Regions from separate parts of the Sus scrofa genome. Here regions 1 and 2 are each linked to region 3. The links are chromatin contacts, called in public HiChIP or PLAC-seq and promoter capture Hi-C maps. All regions are on one chromosome and are shown on one strand. The core of a region is the stretch at or near the end of the contact, and the rest is flanking DNA. Distances in the headings are between cores, read along the strand shown.

Region 1 (3,269 bases), core at 230-2,729, 180 kb after region 3:
GGATAGAAAACCTTTTGTAATAAATATAGCACAAATCATATGCTTATCTGAAAAATATCCCCTCCTTCAGGCTAAAGCAGTCCATCTACTCATTGTGGGTCCTGGAGTTGTAGACACCACGTCATGGTTGAAGTACAGGTTCTGGGCACCTTCCCATTCCCTGTTTCTTACCTACTTGGATCTGGTGCACCCTGCGTTCTAGGCTGGGCCTAGTGACCTCCAGAAAAACAGCAGACGCATATGGGGGGCCGGGCGGCGGGGGGCATTTAGGAAGTCATTATCCTCACTAGCTACACTTGGAGATCACAGAATAGCTGTGGTGACTGCTGGTTTCAGGTCTCTGCTGCTCCGGCTGCCACCACACCAGCCAAATAACGTAGCTCCCACAGCCACCTTTGCCTCCATTCACCTGGGTTTCTGAGCACACAATGCATCTGAGGGACATTTGTCAAACCTCATCTGGAACCCTCACTGCAGGAGCGTCTGAGAAGTGTATTTTCAAGCTTATAGTCTTTCAGTTACGGAACTGGAATACAGGCTGAGCAAGCTCGCCAGCCTTGTCTGCCTTTGTTAGTAAAGAGATCTGAATAGTTTCAAGGCCCAGTACAATGTCCCAGCTCTTCAGCAGCAAACTCTTAAATCACCCAGAACATGCCCATTGACTGGACTGCACCTCATCCTTAGACATGGCTGGATGCAACCCTCAGCGCTGCGTACGGCATCTTCTTAGCTGATGCGTGTTTTCTTTGGATGTATGATATCCTGATTGAGAGGACGAACTGGGGTTGATGCCCAGTGCCCTCGGCAGTGTCGATGAAAGTAAACGATCAATAACAGGAATAGAAAAGAGTTTTGATTCTGAGTTTTATTAGTCCACACTGAGGACCATAACCCAGAAGTCTGCTTGCCAGATTCCTCTGAGAAACTCCTCCAGAGAAGCAGAGTTTTCAGCACAGTTTTAGATCTTGTCAGAACAAAGAACATCAAACAGGCCAGGGATACATGCCTTCAAGGTTTTAAAAAAAAAACCAGATCAGCACATACACGAGTCAGTGTGGCCTTGGCACCTGGGATGGGAGTCTTTTCACTGAAGGAGCACCAGCACTGGTGTCCAGTAAGGGAGTATTTAATCTTTATTTTTAACATGAACATTCTTTACTTCTGGTCAGTGAGTCCTTTTCTGTAACAATTAAAGCAGATGTACAGTGTATGTTTGATAGGCACAAACTGGCTGTTTGAGTTACCTAATGTTCAAGTTAACACAAGTATAAGCCAGGATGACTTCTCCACTCCCCAGGTGTGAACATTTCTTCTATCAGTAGCCTTCTGTCTCATCTCGTTATATGTTCATAGAAGAGCCCTGTCTGTCTCCAGTCAGCTTGAGCTGCGTGGTGTGGGGTTTGTCAGAGAACATAAATGCCGTGCTCCCCATAGGGGTTGGACCAGTTGTCACATTGCAGGAAGAGAGAAAGCAAAATATCCAGAGCAGGAAATTCCTGTCCATCATCACGCATGGTCCAGTGCCATCCCTCGGGGACACACAGTAGTGTGAGTCAGCCGCCATGTGGACCCAGAGTGCTCCAGAACCCTGGGTGGTTATGCTAGGCTATCGATCTATCCAGGTCTTTCATGGACACCACTCCCTCAGTGCAAAGTTCTTGGCTTTGTGAAATTAGGGACTAAGAAACTCCCACCCACTCCTGCAGCTCCTAGGGCGTGCACCCTTCAAGGCTTTGAGGATCTGCCAAAAACTCATTATTTTTCACCAGGCCATTTCGTGCTTGCATGGCAGTCCTATCACTTCTCAGTCAGAAGTGCTCTTTAAGTTCAGGATTTGGTAAAAAGCAGCCGTTCTACCCTTGACGTTCAAGTTCAAGGAAGAAGGGGAAGGGTATCCACTGTCCTCCCCTTATGGCACTCATTAGAATTGCTTATATTGCTTTTTGTATGAAGAGGAGTTTTATATTCATAAATCATCTCCTCTTGATACTGTTGCTAGTAGGTACTGAGCAAATGAATAGCTGTTACACTCCATTTTATTTTATTTTTTAAAATTCTTTTCCATCATGGTCTAGCCCAGGATATGAGATAGAGTTCCCTGTGCTATACAGTAGGGCCCTTGTTGTTTTGCCATCCTAAATGGAATAGTTTGCATCAGCTAACCCCAAACTCCTAATCATCCCTCCCCCATTCCCCCTTCCCCTCAGCAACCACAAATTTGTTCTCTGTGAGTCCGTTTCTGCTTTTTTCAGAGCTAAGTTCTTTTGTGCCATATAAGTGATTTCATAGAGCATTTGTTTTTCTCTCTCTGACTTAGTACAAGAGTGGCATTACATCATTCTTTCTCATGGCTGTCCACTCCCATTTTAAAGATGAGGAAGATTGACACTCAGGGAAATTAGGCAAATTACCTGAGACCCCCCCCCCAAGACAAAAAGTGACAAACACAGAGTAAGAGCTCTATAAATAATTTGGCTGCCATCAGCCTTTAGATCAATGACAAAATGCAGTGTACAGTGACAAACTTGTAGCAAAATTTTAGAAGGATGCAGAAATATTAATTTTCATTGATCTAATTGCACCATTTTGTCTGGGGCTCTGAATTATAGGAATGGGTTAGAAAACGTCAGCTCCACATCCTGGGTTCTACCTCATCTACACAAGTCCAGACCCTTCTTTCTGTATCAGGAATGAGAAATCCCCAGCCTTCCAGCCTTATGAGATCAGTCCTGGTTTGTTTCATCTCCGCCTGCCTTTAAGTGCCAGAGCGCAGCACAACTTTCATGTCCTACATCAGAGATTCCTTTAAAATAGATATGTTTGAAGATAGAAATTCACGAAAGTAAGCCGCTATTTTTTTTTATAAAGTGAAAAGTAATTTTCGTTTCTTAGCAGAGGAGGAAATCGAGGATCTTCTTCACGGAAAAAATCAATAAAAATTTCAAAAACATCTGTATTTCTAATATTTAGATTAAAATGACAAAATGTAGAGGGATTTACAGACACACAAGCGGCTTTAGAGAGATTGCTCCAGGCTGGGCTCATAAAGAGGCTGGCACCCTCTTCTCACCATGCAGTCTTCTTCTCTGGGTTGGAAAGGACCAGCGGTCCCCTGGTGTATAGTCCCCGTGCTCTAAGCGGATTGCCCGGTAGGAGGGTACATACCAGGATTCCTTCAGCCTCTCTTCCCTGCATAACTCCCAGCACTCAAGGGGCTAGAGCTGCTGCAGCCTCACTGATCAATGATGACGTTTTCATCTCCAGCTCAT
Region 2 (3,553 bases), core at 255-2,754, 200 kb after region 3:
GGTACTGAGAAATTCATACAAAATGAAATGTGTTCACATGGAATATTTTAAAATAAAGGATGCTCCATGGTCTGTTTATACCCTCCCTTCAAGTAAGCACATTGTTGCAAATCCCAGTGAGCTGAATTTTGCCTTCAGATATTTCTACTGCTGGACTAGAATATTTAGATAATATGTTTTGAATTATGTTTCCCTTGTTTGAAAACTGGGAGTGCTAAATATTAGCCAAGTGAGCCAGTGGCGTGGGTTCTTCCCATCAGTGTCTTCTCTTTGTGTAGATGCCAGTTTCCTTCTTACTTAGCAAAGATACATTGATTACTCTTGTTATCCAAAATTACACCCCTGCCAAAAATACATAGGAAGGAAGAACACTTAGAAAAGTCAGTGGTTGTTTTCATGCCATTTAAATATGTCCAAAGGAACATCGTGTATTTAGTTTCACCATTTCGCACCAGCCTCCATCCCCAGCTCCATTTGGGGTCCTAGAATAAATGAAGTCTGTGAGCCAACTGAGTAACTGAATGACTCATAGCCTTCAAATACAAACATCAGTAAATTAATAAAATTGTTTGTTGGACTCAGAAAATGAGCTCAGAGCCCTTTGACCTTCCTAGTCTCCCTATTTTAATATTTGGGGCATTCCTGGAATTTTATCCTGTATTTGACAAACAGTAATACAACTCCTGGGTTAAGCTACTTGCTCTGGAGAAATTTTATGGTAAAAATGTTAATAAGAAAAGGAGAGTTAGATATCCAAAATGCCGTAGCATCATCCTTTGGTGTTTAGATAATAGATAGCTGTAATTTTCTTGCTCTATATGTTTTCTCTCTTTTCCGCAATGAGTATGTACTACTTAGATGGTAAGAAAAAGCAAACTCTTATAAGGGGACATATCTCCTCTCAAGATATGATTTGGCTCGAATATGGGTCAGAGACATACATAAGAGAATCCTAAGTCCCTCTTTCAATTCAGGAACAGCAAACTCAGAATGAAATAGATTCATTCATATAGTGAATAAAGTGAAGGATGCTTGTATGCCAGATTAGCAAGTGAGAATGTCCTAGAAATGGTGCTTATTTATAGTGTGCTGATCACATATGATAATGAAGATACAAAGAGGTGTAAAGTGCTTCCCACCACACTTTACCCACAGTAAGAACTTAGTGAAGGGGCCATTTATTATGATGCTATTATGCTAAAATGCATGGTCAATGCCTAAGAAAATTATTTTGTATCCCCTGCTAGAGGGAGGAAGTTCCCAGCCTTGGCCAAGGGAAGAAGCATCCAGTGTCTGTATTTTCTTACAAGTTCTATGAGTGATTCTCATGTGCCATCACATTGATATCCCTGTACGAGTATCATAACCCAATAGAAAACCCAAAAGGCTAAGGACAAGGATGACTAGACCACAGCCCAAGATTTCCTGCTTCAGATGAGTGGTTCAACTCAGGCTGAAGAGGAGGCTGAGATTCTGCAGCTCAGCAAAGCAAGCTAGTCAGGACTTCTCATATGACCTAATGTGATTGGTGGCGGGAGGCAGTCAGTACAAGGAAGAAGCGCCAGATGGTTAGTCATTCAAGTGGCAGCCAGGACAGAAGCTTCATCATGATTTGGATAGATTAGAGTCCCCCATAGTAAAAGACCTGTTTCTCTGGGGTCTGGAGAGAATTCCACAAGAGGCTCAGGCTGGAAGTGTGAGGCAGACTGAAGAGTAAACCAGTAGGAACCAGTGATCTCGAGTTTGGGTGTCATGAAGGGTGATGGACCTGTGTGGTCCTCAGTGCCATCTACATCACAAGGCCCCTGGAATGTCTATAAAACTGCAGATTCCCAGCCAAACCTCAGACTTGGCCTGACTACAGAGCTCCAGGCTCTGGCCTATGAAGTAGCCCCGGCAACCAGCGTTCCATGTCGTCCTTATAAATGCTGGACTGAGATCCAGCAATCCAGGCACTGTCCCCAAGCCAAGAGTCTAAGCAACTTCGGCCACACTGACAGTTGGCCTCAGCCAGATAGGCTGTACTGGTCAAAAGAAAATCCCACGCAGGGCATTTTGACGTGTTAGAAAGTTTGCTAACTACCTCACCTGTATTGAATCATTTAATCCTGACAGCAGCCCTGGGCAGTGCAGGTTTTATCACCCCATTTTATTTGAACTTGACTAACATTAAATAAGGACTAAGCAGTGAAGCGTCAGTTCAGGTTCAAGTGTCTGAGTCCATATTCCATCCACGTTCCACAGCCACCTGCTCCTCCCTTAAGAGCATAGGAGAGAGAAAGGCAGAAAGATTGTGAAACCCAGGGGTGCGGTCTCTTGAAGAGAAATCTTCCCTTAGCAAGCCTAGGGGTGTGAACAGTGAACACTGAGGTCACCTGCAGCAGGAAACCCAGCACGGTCAGCTATTTGTAATTCACATCTTACACTGTGTGCGTGCTGTACACACACGTGTGCACGTGCAACGTAGACGACTGTCTTTAAGGTAGTGCGACGCCTCCTCGCTGTCCACATTTGAAAGCCATCCAGACGCGCTGTAATCAGCCGCAGTTCAGCCAGATGCTAAGTTGTTTGTTGTGGTTGTGCCTCTTCTGGTAAACTCCACACGCAAACCGCAAGCCAGCTGTTGCTTCGGGGGAAAACGGCTCTATAGGCTACAGGTGCACACCTTGTTTCACTGCCAACTGTTTCCAATTTCTTTTCAGGACAAATTGCCATTAAAAGGGGGGGGGAACGCATTCATCTGGCCCACAAGCCTCTGAGAAGAAAGACAAAAAAAAAAAAAAAAAAAACCTGAGGCGATACCAAGCTGCTCTTCGGGGCAGCGCCCAGTGGGGGCAGAGCACTGGGTCGCCGGGCCTGGCTGTGTTTCCTTCAAGCTCTGCACTGACTTTGAGGAAGCTTGCATGTCTTTGGTCCCTGACTTGTTCCCCTGAAAGTAGGATCTTGGATCTGTGTTTATCCATTGTCAAAGCATGTCCCTTTTCTGCTTAGTGCTCTTCAGCGGCTCCGCGTGTGAAAACACGCCCAGATCCTCAGCGTGGGCTCTTAGGCTCCACCCCCCGCAAACCACCAGACTTGTTCTTTGCCCTGGACCGCAGGGGCCTCCTTGCTCTCTGCCACAAGGGGCTCCTGCTGCCAGGCCGCTCTAGTCACCGTTCTCCTCGCCTCTTTGCCTCCCTCCTCACCTCGTTCAGCTGTCACTGTTGGGAGTGAGACCTTCCCTGCCCCCTCCCCACTCCTCCCACCGCAAGTGCACGCACCCTCCTTTCCTGGCCCCACTTTGTTTTTCTCCACAGCACTTATCACCAGCTCACATGCCCTTTTATTTTTTCCCGTGATTTTTCAGACTGGAAAGACCGTTTTGGATAATAGCAGGGAAGTAGGGGGGAAAAAAGAAAACTAAAATTAATCAAGTGAGGGAGACTATCTTTTAAAAACTAAACTACCCACATGAAAAGGAAGGAGAAAAGACAGCAGTAGTTACAATTTTGATAAACCCAGGTATGTGGTCAACACTTTTTTCAAAATACTTGGGGGAAGGGAGGCAGACATA
Region 3 (3,199 bases), core at 468-2,967:
GGGAGAAAATATTTGGCCCATGATCCCCGACTTGGAAAAGCTTTGCAAACCCTCTAACCTGGGCACAGATTGTTAGGCACATTTTATTTCATAAACTATTCATGATATAGATGATCATTTTTCTTTTTTTTCTTTTTTTGCCTTTCTGTCTTTTGGGGGCCACACCTGTGGCATATGGAGGGTCCCAGGCTAGGGGTCTAATCGGAGCTGTAGCTGCCAGCCTACGCCAGAGTCACAGCAACTTGGGATCCGAGTCATGTCTGCGACCCACACCACAGCTCATGGCAACGCCAGATCCTTAACCCACTGAGCAAGGTCAGGGATCGAACCTGCAACCTCATGGAGGACAGTCAGGTTTGTTAACTGTGGCTGAGCCATGACAGGAACTCTAGACAATAATTTTTCAGAGTCAAGGGTGTGGTTCTTACCTAGGCCTATTACATTGATTATTTTTGAAGCATGTCTTAGGTGGAAAAAAAATAATCCATTACAGGAAATAAAATGGATTAAATGAAAGAATGGGATTTACTAATAATAGACTTACAGCTAACTAAAGTAAATAATTCATTTCTCTTCTAGCAACAGTCACCTGTACATATAAGGCCAGCAGTGTCTCTCTGCAACATTTATCAAGCAAGAAAAATGTAAACTCTAAAATCTGTGAAGAACTTCAAATGACTCATTGAAACCTGTTGCAAATGCAAACACAAGAATTTTCTAACTAATTTATCTTGAGCAAAGTCTTAGGCCCTAAGAACCAGGCAATTTGGTGAGAGGACTATGGCAGGAAGTTGATAAGAATTTAAGAGCTTAGAATTGATGGGGTGCAAAGTGATTTTTTAAAAACAGATTTAGAAATGTCTCTAGAAGAGGTTTAGAAAGTGGCTAGGAACACAGATTCTAGAATAAGCTGCTTGGGTTTGAATCCCAACTCTGCCACTTACTGTGTGTGTGTGATTTGGGGCAAGTTATTCAGTCACCCTGTGTCTGAGTAAATGTGTGGTAACAACTCCTAGGGTCATTGTGAGAATTAAATGACCACATGTAAAACATTTAGAATTGTGCCTAACACATAAAAATTACCATATGCATTTGTCAAATGAAAATCATGAAAACTAATCATGTAACCAACATTCCTCTGGAATTTGTTTTAGTAGGCTCCATAAGCATTGGGGACAGAATTAAAAAAAAATCTTTTCCACTTCTCAACTTTTTCTTTACCTTCCCATCTTTTATTTTTCCCCTCTTCTCTTCAGAGTACTGTATTGACTTTTCTTTATATTAAAAATAATTTTTTTCAAAAGGTTCTTTAAGAAGTAATTACAGTGTTTCCTGGATATTTTCTTTTTTGTGGGTTTTTTTTCATTTTTTTATGCATTAATTAATTTGTGCAGGAGGGCTTCAGTTAATCACTAATTTAATAATTCTGGATATTTTCTTAATTTGCTGTTTTATAATGCATATTCATAGCTGTTTTCCCACTGCCACTCACAGGTGGGCTCAATGTTTCATATGAAAATGTTTTCACATGGGGAGTTCCTGTTGTGACACATCAGAAACAAATTCAGTTAGTTTCCGTGAGGATGCAGGTTAGATCCCTGGCCTTGCTCAATGGGTTAAGGATCCCGCTTGCTGTGGCTGTTTCATTTCATATGAAATTTCATATGAAAACATCAGAAATAAGTATATAGGAGAATAAGATGCACAGTAGATTTAGTGTTAGCTCAATGTTTATTCTAATTATCATGATAATGCTGGTACTTAAATGGGAAAAAGTTTCAATAAGTGTTAGGGGGACAATGAATACAACAAGGATTTGGTTACACCTTCCAGCCCTTTCGAGAAGTCAAAAATCGTCCCACCTGAATTCACCAGCTGCTTGGAAGAAAATTCTGCAGATGCACAAACCCAGGAATCTGCAGTTCAAACTACCCCATGTGTCTTAAAAGCAGAAATCCCTTTGTATTTGTCATGTTGAGCCCTTTGGTCTTCACGAAAGCATTCTTACGCTCTCTGCCTCAACGTTATTTCAGCACCTTATTTCTTCTGCTTATAATAGTTTTCCACACTGCTTTAGAGTTTACACCGAACCATCGGGGAGGTCCTCACTTCCTTTGCCTTTATGTGACGCCAAGGTTCAAGCTTTCAAAGTCCCAATACGCTGCATGCTGGGTGATCATCTTCCGACCACTCCCTGTGCGCTCCAGCGTGCGGGGGTAGGGGGCGCTTCTCCCTCCTCCTAACCTCACTTTAGGCGGAAATCCTCTTGCCTTTTGTAAACAAGCATTTTTAGATCTCGCTCTTTGGGTCATTTTTCTTCCGTTGTTTATTATCTACGAGTTTGGCCTCTTTTCCCTGTAATCTCCCTCTCCCCATTCCCCTCCGGAAGGCACATCCCCCCACCTAGAGTCAGAGTAATTGATACTTTAAGATCCTCTACTAGCTTCACGTTCCCTTTAAACACATCCAAACGTGCTCGCCTTCAGGGTGCTTTCCTTGAGCTGCAGCTGCGTCTTTCCCCTCTTAGATAGATGTCAAAGCAAACAAGCCCCAGGACGTGCCCATATATGACCTTGGAACAGAAAGCTGCCTCGTTTGGGGCAACCGAGAACCCTGTCCACTCCCACCCTCGCGTGCTCTCGCCACCCCCTTCGGCTAGTTCACTCGCGTGCACAACGCGGACGCCAGCTACTCCCTCCCTTCTCCTGACTTCCTTCTAAGAGCCTCGTAAACCTGGGAAGTTCAATCATTCCGCAGCAAACCTCGGTGCTCACTGGGCATGCTCAGTGGCCGGCCCGGCTCGGTGGCCAGAGGTTGCCTTGGGCGCAGGGCTCGGGTCGGCTGCCTCCTGGTCTCGGCTTCCCGGAGCGCGGGCTGAGCACCGAGGCTCCTGAGTCCGAAACGAGACTCGCCCCGCCGTCCTCGCCCGGGCGCCAGCCCCGCCAGAGCGCCGTCGTTCGGGACCCCGGGAACCCCCAACTTCGCGCCAAGTTCCGAGCCTCCTTCGGGGAGAGGCATGCAAATGATGACCAGGGACGTTCTACTTGAAAGGGAGCTGGAGGACGACGACGACGAGGATGGGGATATCGGTGAGCTAGGGGTCCTTAGGGTGGGCCAACTTGGGGCCCTGCGTCCGCACCCGAAAGCGCGAGCCGACGCGGGAGGAAGTCGGGACCGCGCGTGGGCGCCGCACCCTTGG

Evidence for each region. Promoter capture Hi-C pulls out the DNA fragments that hold promoters and counts their contacts. HiChIP or PLAC-seq counts read pairs in DNA pulled down with a chosen protein or histone mark.
Region 1: a contact with region 3 is called in a promoter capture Hi-C map of fetal liver, with 3 times the contacts expected there. The contact joins the enhancer-like site here to the promoter of ANO6 in region 3. A contact is called at or near these places in 5 of 5 promoter capture datasets (fetal liver, fetal skeletal muscle, liver and 1 more), 16 of 47 Hi-C or Micro-C datasets (adipose tissue, alveolar macrophages, embryonic fibroblasts and 11 more) and 2 of 2 datasets of contacts at active chromatin or transcription factors (alveolar macrophages and skeletal muscle).
Region 2: a contact with region 3 is called in an H3K27ac HiChIP or PLAC-seq map of skeletal muscle. The contact joins the enhancer-like site here to the promoter of ANO6 in region 3. A contact is called at or near these places in 4 of 5 promoter capture datasets (fetal skeletal muscle, liver and skeletal muscle), 7 of 47 Hi-C or Micro-C datasets (embryonic fibroblasts, fetal skeletal muscle, liver and 2 more) and 2 of 2 datasets of contacts at active chromatin or transcription factors (alveolar macrophages and skeletal muscle).

Annotation. Positions count from the first base shown.
Region 1 is chr5:76,293,197-76,296,465 of Sscrofa11.1, forward strand. The region is part of intron 11 of ANO6 (anoctamin-6); the gene reads left to right. Among named protein-coding and RNA genes, the nearest start is that of ANO6, 180 kb to the left of the region's middle. Within about 2 kb of position 1,480, at least 7 of the 83 cell types and tissues checked have an H3K27ac peak or open chromatin away from gene starts, as enhancers often do. A contact at or near this core is called in adipose tissue and fetal liver, where this site is marked.
Region 2 is chr5:76,311,762-76,315,314 of Sscrofa11.1, forward strand. The region is part of intron 17 of ANO6 (anoctamin-6); the gene reads left to right. Among named protein-coding and RNA genes, the nearest start is that of ANO6, 200 kb to the left of the region's middle. Within about 2 kb of position 1,505, at least 18 of the 83 cell types and tissues checked have an H3K27ac peak or open chromatin away from gene starts, as enhancers often do. A contact at or near this core is called in fetal skeletal muscle and skeletal muscle, where this site is marked.
Region 3 is chr5:76,110,711-76,113,909 of Sscrofa11.1, forward strand. ANO6 (anoctamin-6) reads left to right here and starts at 1,718. Exons shown (of 22, transcript XM_005655713.3): 1 at 1,718-3,089. The coding sequence starts at 3,017. It overlaps LOC110260769 (a long non-coding RNA gene), which reads left to right and starts at 3,096. Exons shown (of 2, transcript XR_002344171.1): 1 at 3,096-3,199.